Regions from separate parts of the Mus musculus genome. Here region 2 is linked to region 1. The links are chromatin contacts, called in public Hi-C maps. All regions are on one chromosome and are shown on one strand. Each heading gives the region's core, a stretch centred on a gene start, on an enhancer-like site or on the middle of the called end of the contact. The rest is flanking DNA. Distances are from core to core; before and after follow the strand shown.

Region 1 (4,579 bases), core at 1,992-4,491:
GGAAAAATGATGACTTCTTAGGGGGAATGCACAGGAGCACTTTAAACTAACAGCTTGCCAACTCTGGACTGCTCTCAGTGGTTGTTGACAAGAGTGGACACCTCTAAATGTGCTTGCTGGTATACAGATTCTGAGCACGAAACCTGGAGGCAATTCCAAACCTGGAATACGAATAAGGCTTTCCTTTGGCGTGCCTCAAATAGAAAAGCTCTTTGACTCACAACCTTTGAGTCTGAGTCATTCGTTAGTCTTTTCTTTGTCCTGGAAGGCAATTTAAGCATCAAGACACAAACAGGCTTTTTGATTTGCAGCTTTCTCTTCTCAGCAACCTCTAAACTCAACCCCAGGGACAGTAAAGGTTTTTTTTTGTTTGTTTGTTTGTTTGTTTTTTAAGGCATTGATTTCAAAGAAAGACAACTTTATATAAGCAGGGTTAGGGGAGTTGAGGGCTTGGGAGAGTCACTAGAAATCACTGTCCTTTCTTGCCTTGAAGCCCTCTCTGCTTTAGGACACACTGCCTGCCAACTGACCCTACAAAACTTATTACCATCTTCTTTTCTCTTCTTCCTCCCAAGTTAAAATGCTGACTTACCGGCAGCCGTAGGGGAGTTCTGAAATGAAACCTAACAGAAGTTCTGACCCTTCATTACCACCAAACACACAGAAGATAGATCTCTTTGAGTTATATTTTTAAAGACATAATGTGTCCACATCTAGATCACCTTCTGCATCTGTCCTAAATCGCTTTGATATTTTAAAGGCTTTCTGAAAGGTTATAGCTACACTTGATAGCAATTCTGGCTTACCTCAGCAACCACATTCCCTGATCTGTCTAACGATGTCCTCTTTTCCAAACTCAGCCTCACGGATCTTGAACTGTAATTCCGCAGCTGGATGCAGAGGAAACGCTCCTGTGTAATTCTAACACTTGCACCTCAAATCGTTCATAGTTGCAGCAGAAGGTCCTTCATTGCCTCTGTGTCCCTAATCCTAAACCCCCTCTCTTTACTCCCCCACCCCCATAATTGCAAATCCTCAGGGTATCAGATCAAGAGCATAATTAATCTCCATCATTTACACGTTGGGCCCAATTTTACTGAAGGGTAATTTACATAGTACAGACTTCTGGATGAGTCTATGGGCGCATTCTTTCATCTGCTCAAAGAATGCAGCATTACATTGTGGAGTTTAAGATTATTTGTACCAAAATCTATTCCTGCAATTGAGCATTGTCGGTTTGCTATACGGTTCAGAAGGAACCAGATAGTAACCGACCACAGGAAAAAAAAAATAGAGATAGCAATGAGCAACTCATTTTGAAAGGGCTGTAAAAAAGGGCAGTATCAAGAATGGAGAAAGTAAATGAGAGAAGGGGACAGTGTAAAGTACACATTAATTGTGCAAGAGATTGTTTGCAGACGATCCGGGGAAATTACACTAAAACCAATTCTCGGGTTAACTGGAGCTTTTGGTTGTGGGAGAGGTGGAAATACTTCCACTGTTAAGGCACTCATCCCATTTATCTTTATCCCTCTTTATCTTTAGCACATGCTAGCTGCCAATGAGTATTTGTGCAATAAATGAAACACCTGCCAAATTATCCGATGTTTTCAAACAAACTCTAAAATTCTGTGATAACTACTTCTGTGCATGCAGGCCCCATCTATTGCAAGCCGCGTGGGAGAGAAAAGGTTTGACTTCAAGCGAAGCTTGGGGTTTCCATTTGCCATAGTTCATTTGGTTGCATAGTGGAAAAGTGGGACGAGAAACAATAGAGGATCACCCTCCAGGCGTGACTTCTACATTATTGTGTGACAGACTTCTGCCCAACTTCTCCTGTCTCCATCTGCCAACCTGAGGTCACCTAAGAGTTAGCTTGGGGCAATTCTGTGGTTTTAACAGGGATACCTCCCCGGGAACCACATCTCTCTTCCTTTCTCACCTACACCTGCCATAAGGCTGCCTCTTTTTTTCCCTGCAGAGATGCAGAGGTCAAAGCACGTTCCTGTGCGGTGATGAAAAGCTCAGGATCAGCCTCTTGGCCAGCAGCACATCCTCCAGGATCCAGGGAGTGCCTCTAGGATTCCTCTGGGCGCGCTCTTATAACTCCACGTCTGCTTCTCTTGCTCCTGGCACTTAAGAAGCATCTCCTGGTAGCCGCGATCCTCTGTGACCTGGGGCACCAGCAGAGCCTACAGGAAAGAGGGTCAAAGGCGAGATGAAGAGTAAGGGGGCGTGAGGGCTCGCAGGCTTCAGCTGCAGCAGCTGCAGCAACGAGCAGAGGAGTGGAGGGTGCAAAGCAGGGCTGGAGCCGGGTCCAGGAGGGAGGGAAGAGGGGGGCGGGAGGCTGTGCCTGGCGAGCCGGAGGGGTGCTCCACGCTCCCCCTCCCTCCTTCCGGGAGCGAGGGTGCAGACTCTAGAACTGGTGCTGCTGGGCTGAGGCGGAGGCAGGGGAATTGCAACGCACGCCGCTCGCTCGGCGAGTGTGTCTCCTGCGCGCCGAGAGGCGGGGGGAGGCGGAGGACCGGGAGGAGGAGGAGGAGGGGGAGAATGCCCGGAGCCGCCGCCGCCGCCGCCGCGATGCTCCCGGCTCAGGAGGCTGCCAAGCTGTACCACACCAACTATGTGCGGAACTCGCGGGCCATCGGCGTGCTGTGGGCCATCTTCACCATCTGCTTTGCCATCGTCAATGTGGTGTGCTTCATCCAGCCCTACTGGATCGGCGACGGCGTGGACACCCCGCAAGCCGGCTATTTCGGGCTCTTCCACTACTGCATCGGCAACGGCTTCTCCCGGGAGCTGACCTGCAGGGGTAGCTTCACGGACTTCTCCACGCTGCCCTCGGGCGCCTTCAAAGCCGCCTCCTTCTTCATCGGCCTCTCCATGATGCTCATCATCGCCTGCATCGTTTGCTTTACCCTCTTCTTCTTCTGCAACACAGCCACCGTGTACAAGATCTGTGCTTGGATGCAGCTCACCTCCGGTGAGTGCGCGCTCACCTCCACGGAGGCAGGGGACCCCTGGGTGTCCGAGCTCCAGAGAGGCTGGAGTGGGAGGGACCGCTTCCTGAGCTCTGCCAGTCCGGGACAACTTAATCCTCTCTCAGGTTGAAGGCGTGGAAGGAGGAACCCCCAGGTTCCTCAACCTTGGCACTGGCGCCAGGTCCCCAGGCGTTTCCGAACCTCTTGGATGCTAGGGACGCCACCCATAGGGACGCCTTGGAGGCTGAGCAGTTGTTGGGCAGAGTCCGCTCAGAACTAATGATGGGGTAGTGGGGCGGAGAAGTGGCCACTTAGAGGCTGGGCTCCGTGTGTGTGTGTGTGTGTGTGTGTGTGTGTGTGTGTGTGTGTGTGTTTATGTGCGTGAGCTGGGGACTAGGGGAGTCTGGTACAAGCGGGTGAAAAGAGGATTTAGAGCAAGCCAACCTGTTCTGCCCTTCCCTGGATTATTTCCGCCTTTGCTTCAGGGTGTGTGAGTGTTGGGAGGAAGGGGGGGGGGCGTGTAAATTTGTCTTTGGCAACCATAAATATTTTATCATCCATCTGGTGATGAGTAAATCCTAATTTTGTTTAGGCACCCCTCCCTCCCCCGGTTTTCTTAAAAAGAAAAAAAAAAATGTAGCGTAGAGTGTTCCTTAGCAGTTCCTCGATGCCACACCTCCAGCGTCTCCTTGTCAGCCAAGGTCCTTCCATTTCATCTCTAAACAGGCAGAGACGTCTTGGGAGAATGGGGATTTCTCAAGACCTCATTTTGGGGAAGGGGTGTTAGGAAAGCAGGCGAGGAGAAAACTGGCTTCACTAGCACCAGTGATCTTCCCTCTGTTCAGTGTACTGTTGCCAGCTGAGGCTATGATAGGACTCCCTTCCCCACATCCGCCAGCATCAAAGTTACTTTCAATTAAGAAAGAATGTGGAGTGCCTTCTCTGGTGGCTTTGAAGAGTCCGGAAACAACACCCGTGCTTACTGCACTTCTGTTCTGTCTCCTCTCCTGCCTTCCAGTCTAAAGTCAAGGGTCCTTGTTTTTCGACACATTGATGAAGCCCTTTGGAATGGAGGGATCTTGAATGTCTCCAGCAGTTAAACATCTTTATTTATGACTTATTATTATCATCAGTATTTAAGTATCTTAGACTTAAGGGAATGTTTATTCTATAATGTTTTGAAGGCTTCTGGGAGAAGAGAGATTTCATTACTGAGCTTATCAGAATGTGTAAGATGAGGAAATGCTGAAAGATGTTGGGACAAGCTAAAGTTCCTGTTATTCTGGGATGCCGGGTCCCTTTGTGCAGCAGAGGCTGGCCTCAAACTCCTGGTGCACTCACCTCAGCCTTCTAGTGCTGGGATCTCAGGCTCTGTATCTGTATCAGGAAAGGTTCTTGTTCTTGTTAGTTTCATCGAAGAAGTGAAGCTTAGCATGGACTGAAGTGCTTGTTTGAGGTTTGTCTTGCTGCATTGCATTTGCATTTACTGTGAAAGTTTGTGTGTGAGACGCAGGGACGAGCATCCTGTCATCCTGCTGCACAGAAAGAGCTTATTTCCTGTGGTCACTCTGCCCTCCCCAGCTCGAATTTATCCCCTG
Region 2 (4,288 bases), core at 1,174-3,673, 110 kb after region 1:
TGCTGAGCAGACTGCCCTTGAAGTCACAGAGATTCTCTTACTTCTGTGCTAGGATTAAAGATGTGTGCTCTGCACCCAGCAGTCTGTGTTGTATAACAATATATTAAGAGCACCTGCTCCTGGGGTTTTTGTGAAGTTTAAGGAAGTAATCCACTTAACAGAGAATCTGATATACAATCCATGTTCAGTTGACTTTTATCATCTCATCTGTTTAGATACGTGAAGTCCGGAAAGGTGGTGTGTAGCTACATGGTTAACTCTCTCTTGTCTAATTACTGGATTTATGTGAAAGAAGAATAAAAGTATGCACAGTTGTCTAGAGAGGTGCCTTCTTTTCTTCATTTACAACCAGCAAACTTGTATCTAGACAAACTTGAAGACCAGGCATTGGAAGTTCACCTTATCCTTTCGAATATGTTTTTTAAGGGGCTTTACACAGTGTAAAGCGTCTTCAGACATCAGTGGCAGCAGACCAAGGGGTGGGAAGCAGGGCCACTTTCTGTACTTGGATTCAACCTAAGCCTCTGGACACAAAAACATCAAGCAGGACAGTTCATCTCCCTCAGACGTGTCAGAAGACACTGTGCTCACAGTTAGGACGGCTTTTTAGTCAATGCTTTCTGAGGGACACAGAATTATTGTACAAAGCAGATACTTGTTTGAAAAAAAATGCCGTGTAGGTCAGTTTCTATGAGTTCTTCCTAGAGATCCTTGGGAAATAGCCCAAAAAAAAAATAAATGAGAAAAATATCTTTGAATTTGAGAAGTCATTTTCAGTAGAAACGGACTTGAGTTGAATTGACTTGAGGAGTAAGTTCCCCATGTGGTAAGGAGGCAGGTTCTCTGTGGGGTGAGGAGGTACATTCCGCGTGTGATTTTTGCCCTTCGTACATCTGGATAGTCATTTACAGGATGAACTGGTAATTCAGGAGGCAAGGGGCAGGTAGAAAGCCAAAGATCCAAATGGTCCCAGAAACGATGCTTCCAGATCCTGCAGAGTTGTGCGTGTTCTCTCTGTCTGTATGGACCTTCTGAGCAGGAAGTCTTCATCATAATCCATCTAGGTTATAACCACTGTTAGAAACTTAACACACACACACACACACACACACACACGCATGCATGCACACGCACACACGCACACACATGCATGCACACACGCACGTGCACACTCACACAAAAAGAACAGACTCCATCACCTAATGTCAGTCCCAAGACAATATGCCCACTCTGACTAATTCAGTGAATTCTTTAAGTGAATTTTTAGAAGATCAGAAAACACTACAATGGCAGGCACAATATTAAAGCCTGTGACTAATTCAGTTTTGATCTTGACTGAAGCCTTTATCCAGTTTTGCACCGCTTTTTTCTACCCTATTATATGACCAAAGAGAAGACTATTTATCGGAAGAAATGGGTGCTATCTCTGAAAGTTGTGATAAGTTACATTATTCCTATTTAAAACGAAAAAGTTATAACTATTCTTTGTCAGTGTCATGAGAGGGGCTTAAAACACTTTACTTGTTGGTCAACTAAAACACGTGAGGATGCCAAATGCTGTCCCCAGAGAACCAGAGAGATTCCTTGTAGGTTGGTGCTGCCAGTGGTCTTCACCTCTGCTGACATCCCTTAGGGGTTTGTTTGCTTGTCTGCTTTGAGCTGTATTAAGCTCTTAATAGTGTTTAGCAGAAGTGGCTACTTCTTATTCTGAGACAGGTATTACACCAACGGCAGATGTTCCTTACATTTTGACCTCTGTGTTCCCCAAAGAGATTCTTTCCCAAGCTTCCCATATTAGACATTTAACTATTTGAATTATCTATTAAAATATTATTTTATATATTGTGAATCTCTGTATCCATTGATTTAACTATATATAAAAAACTATTTATCTGAAAGCAAATGACCAGGATTTATATATATTTTTTTTACTGGTTAGTTTTTGTCAAAGTGATACAGACTAGCGTCTTTGGAAAGAGGGACCTTCGGTTGAGGAACTGTCCCCATCAGAACTGGCCTGGTGGGCATGGCTATGGGGCATTTTATTTATTGATGTAGAAGGACACAGTCTGCTGTGAGCTGTGCCATTTCTAGGCAGACGTTTCTGGACTGTATGAGAAATAGAAGAATTAAGCCAGCGAGTAATGCTCCTCCAGAGTGTCTGGTCTCTGCTTCAGTTCCTGTCTGCATGTTCACCTAGGCTTCTCTTTATGATAGACTATAACCTGTAAGATATTCTATCCAAGCTATTCTATCCAAGTAGTAGTTGGTCGTGGTGTGTATTACAGCAACAGAAAGAGAAGTAGACCATGCACTGTGCTAATTTGGACTGTATACCTTAGCACACCTGACTCCATGTTAGAGGAACAAGGCACCATTCTGAACTAAGAGCCCAGCTCATAGACCATCACACCTGCCAAACGAGAATTAAGACCTAATCTGTCCTAGTTCCTAGTTCTGGGAAGGCCCCTGAGTGTCCTCACTTTGCTGTGTAGCATCTGTAGCTCTGTTTACTGCTAACAGTTCTTGCTAATTGATGTGTGTCCACAGGATATGATTTTTGCACATATAAAGAACAGTAAGTTACATGATTTGGGCAACTTTCTTGTGTAGCTTGCTGGCCAGCAAATAAACACTTTCCATTGGCTCCAAGAGTCCGTGTGTTCTCTGAAGGAGTTGCCTTTCAACAATCAAATATTGTCAACTTCCTTTCTCAGATGTTATTACTAATTTCCCTTACACAGGGAATCTATCTTTTAAGTTAAAATAAGATTTATCGTTAGTCTTCCAAATACATCTAATGAAAAAGAATATCATTTTGAACTAAATGGTTATGTGTTCAAAGCTATGCTTTCCTCTTCAAGCCATGTGAACACCTTCCATCTTCAACATCAGTAACATTAGAATCACGGGTTTAGCTGGTAGACTCTATCTTTATTTAAGGAAGACCTTTTCCTCCTTCAGTCATTCTTCTGCATATTGTTTGCCCATTCTTGTCTGCTGTGTTAGAGTTAGAAATAACCAGAGCCAAGTTTCCAGGCCTTACCCGGTAGCAGGTTCATCTCGTTCCTTGGCAGGCACAGACAGTACTTTATATGATGACTCTATAATTACCCAGTTTTGGTAAACACACATTATTTTGCCAGTGCAGAAAAAAGGCTCCTTCAGCACCATTACATTGCAGTTCATCAAGTAAATAGTCATTTAGCCATTTTCATGAAAAATGTGTGTTATTTTGTTGATAGCTTGTCAATCCACTGCATTCAGCTAATTCCCTCTACTGCTTTATAAGTATTTTTGCAGCCTCTTTTGGAAAACCATTTCTGTACTGTATAGAAACTGTTCAATGCTCTATTTCCATGTAAAACTCAGTTGGTGTGATTGTTTTTATAGATATTTCTATTATGAACAGCCTCTCAGCATTGGAGCTAGCAGGAAACAGCACACAAACTATTAAACTGAATAGCTTTGATGGAAACCAAAATGCTCGATTGTCTTTTAAAAATAGAATGAAATGATTTTATGTTTAGGTTCTGGCAATATTTTTGTTTGGTCATTTAAATGTGAAATAAGTTACTGACAAAATTATAAGACCCATTGAAAATGATGCTCTTAGTCTGTCCTCACTATCTGCAATCAGGTGTGTACACAGTACGAATGGAATTGTCTCACAAAGGTGCTCTTTGGATTAAAGCTAAGATGGTATTTCCCCACATCTTTTAGAAGGGCTAATCTCCTTCAGGATGGTATTACAATTGAGGGCATTTGCTATATATCTTCCCAGATGCAGGTGTTCAGAAGTTGACTTCTAACTCAAAGATAGAATTCCATGGAATTCCATAGAATCTTCTCTAGTGAAGAGGGCGTGCTTGTTTGTTCTTATAGTGATGGGTGAGGCAGAGATCTCTAATTAAGCAGTACATTAGGATGTAGATGGAGTCACCACCCTCTGCCATACTGTGCTGCTGGGCCTTAATGGAAACTGTCACACCCTGGAGACATGGTGTGTATAGATGAGTGTATAATCTAAGTATGTTTAATGAATCTCAGTAGGACATGGAGAAGTGGGAAATTAAAGTCCTCCTGCTTCTTATATGTGAATTGACAGTGCCTCCTAAATCATTTTGGCTGTAAGAGCTTGTCTTTGCCTATTTAAATATCTAAAGTACCTATTACCTCCTGTGTTGCTAATGCACGTGTAGTTTACTCGAGCAGAAGCCTGGGCTGGAGAATCACTTCTCCCTGAGGCTTTCCCATCATCCTTTGAGGAGGGGTTGGGGATGATTGC

The links. A called contact is a pair of places that touch in the nucleus more often than the background predicts.
Region 2: a contact with region 1 is called in a Hi-C map of rod photoreceptor, with 2.3 times the contacts expected there. The contact joins the enhancer-like site here to the promoter of A930003O13Rik in region 1. A contact is called at or near these places in 6 of 39 promoter capture datasets (the HPC-7 cell line, cranial neural crest, embryonic stem cells and 1 more), 7 of 484 Hi-C or Micro-C datasets (embryonic stem cells, frontal cortex, rod photoreceptor and 1 more), 3 of 115 datasets of contacts at active chromatin or transcription factors (embryonic forebrain and embryonic stem cells) and 1 of 9 other capture datasets (adipose tissue).

Annotation. Positions count from the first base shown.
Region 1 is chr5:22,743,643-22,748,221 of GRCm38.p6, forward strand. It overlaps A930003O13Rik (RIKEN cDNA A930003O13 gene), which reads right to left and starts at 3,242. Exons shown (of 3, transcript NR_027362.1): 1 at 1,943-3,242. Lhfpl3 (lipoma HMGIC fusion partner-like 3) reads left to right here and starts at 2,412. Exons shown (of 3, transcript NM_029990.2): 1 at 2,412-2,983. The coding sequence starts at 2,551.
Region 2 is chr5:22,856,723-22,861,010 of GRCm38.p6, forward strand. The region is part of intron 1 of Lhfpl3 (lipoma HMGIC fusion partner-like 3); the gene reads left to right. Among named protein-coding and RNA genes, the nearest start is that of A930003O13Rik, 110 kb to the left of the region's middle. Within about 2 kb of position 2,424, at least 3 of the 459 cell types and tissues checked have an H3K27ac peak or open chromatin away from gene starts, as enhancers often do. A contact at or near this core is called in rod photoreceptor, where this site is marked.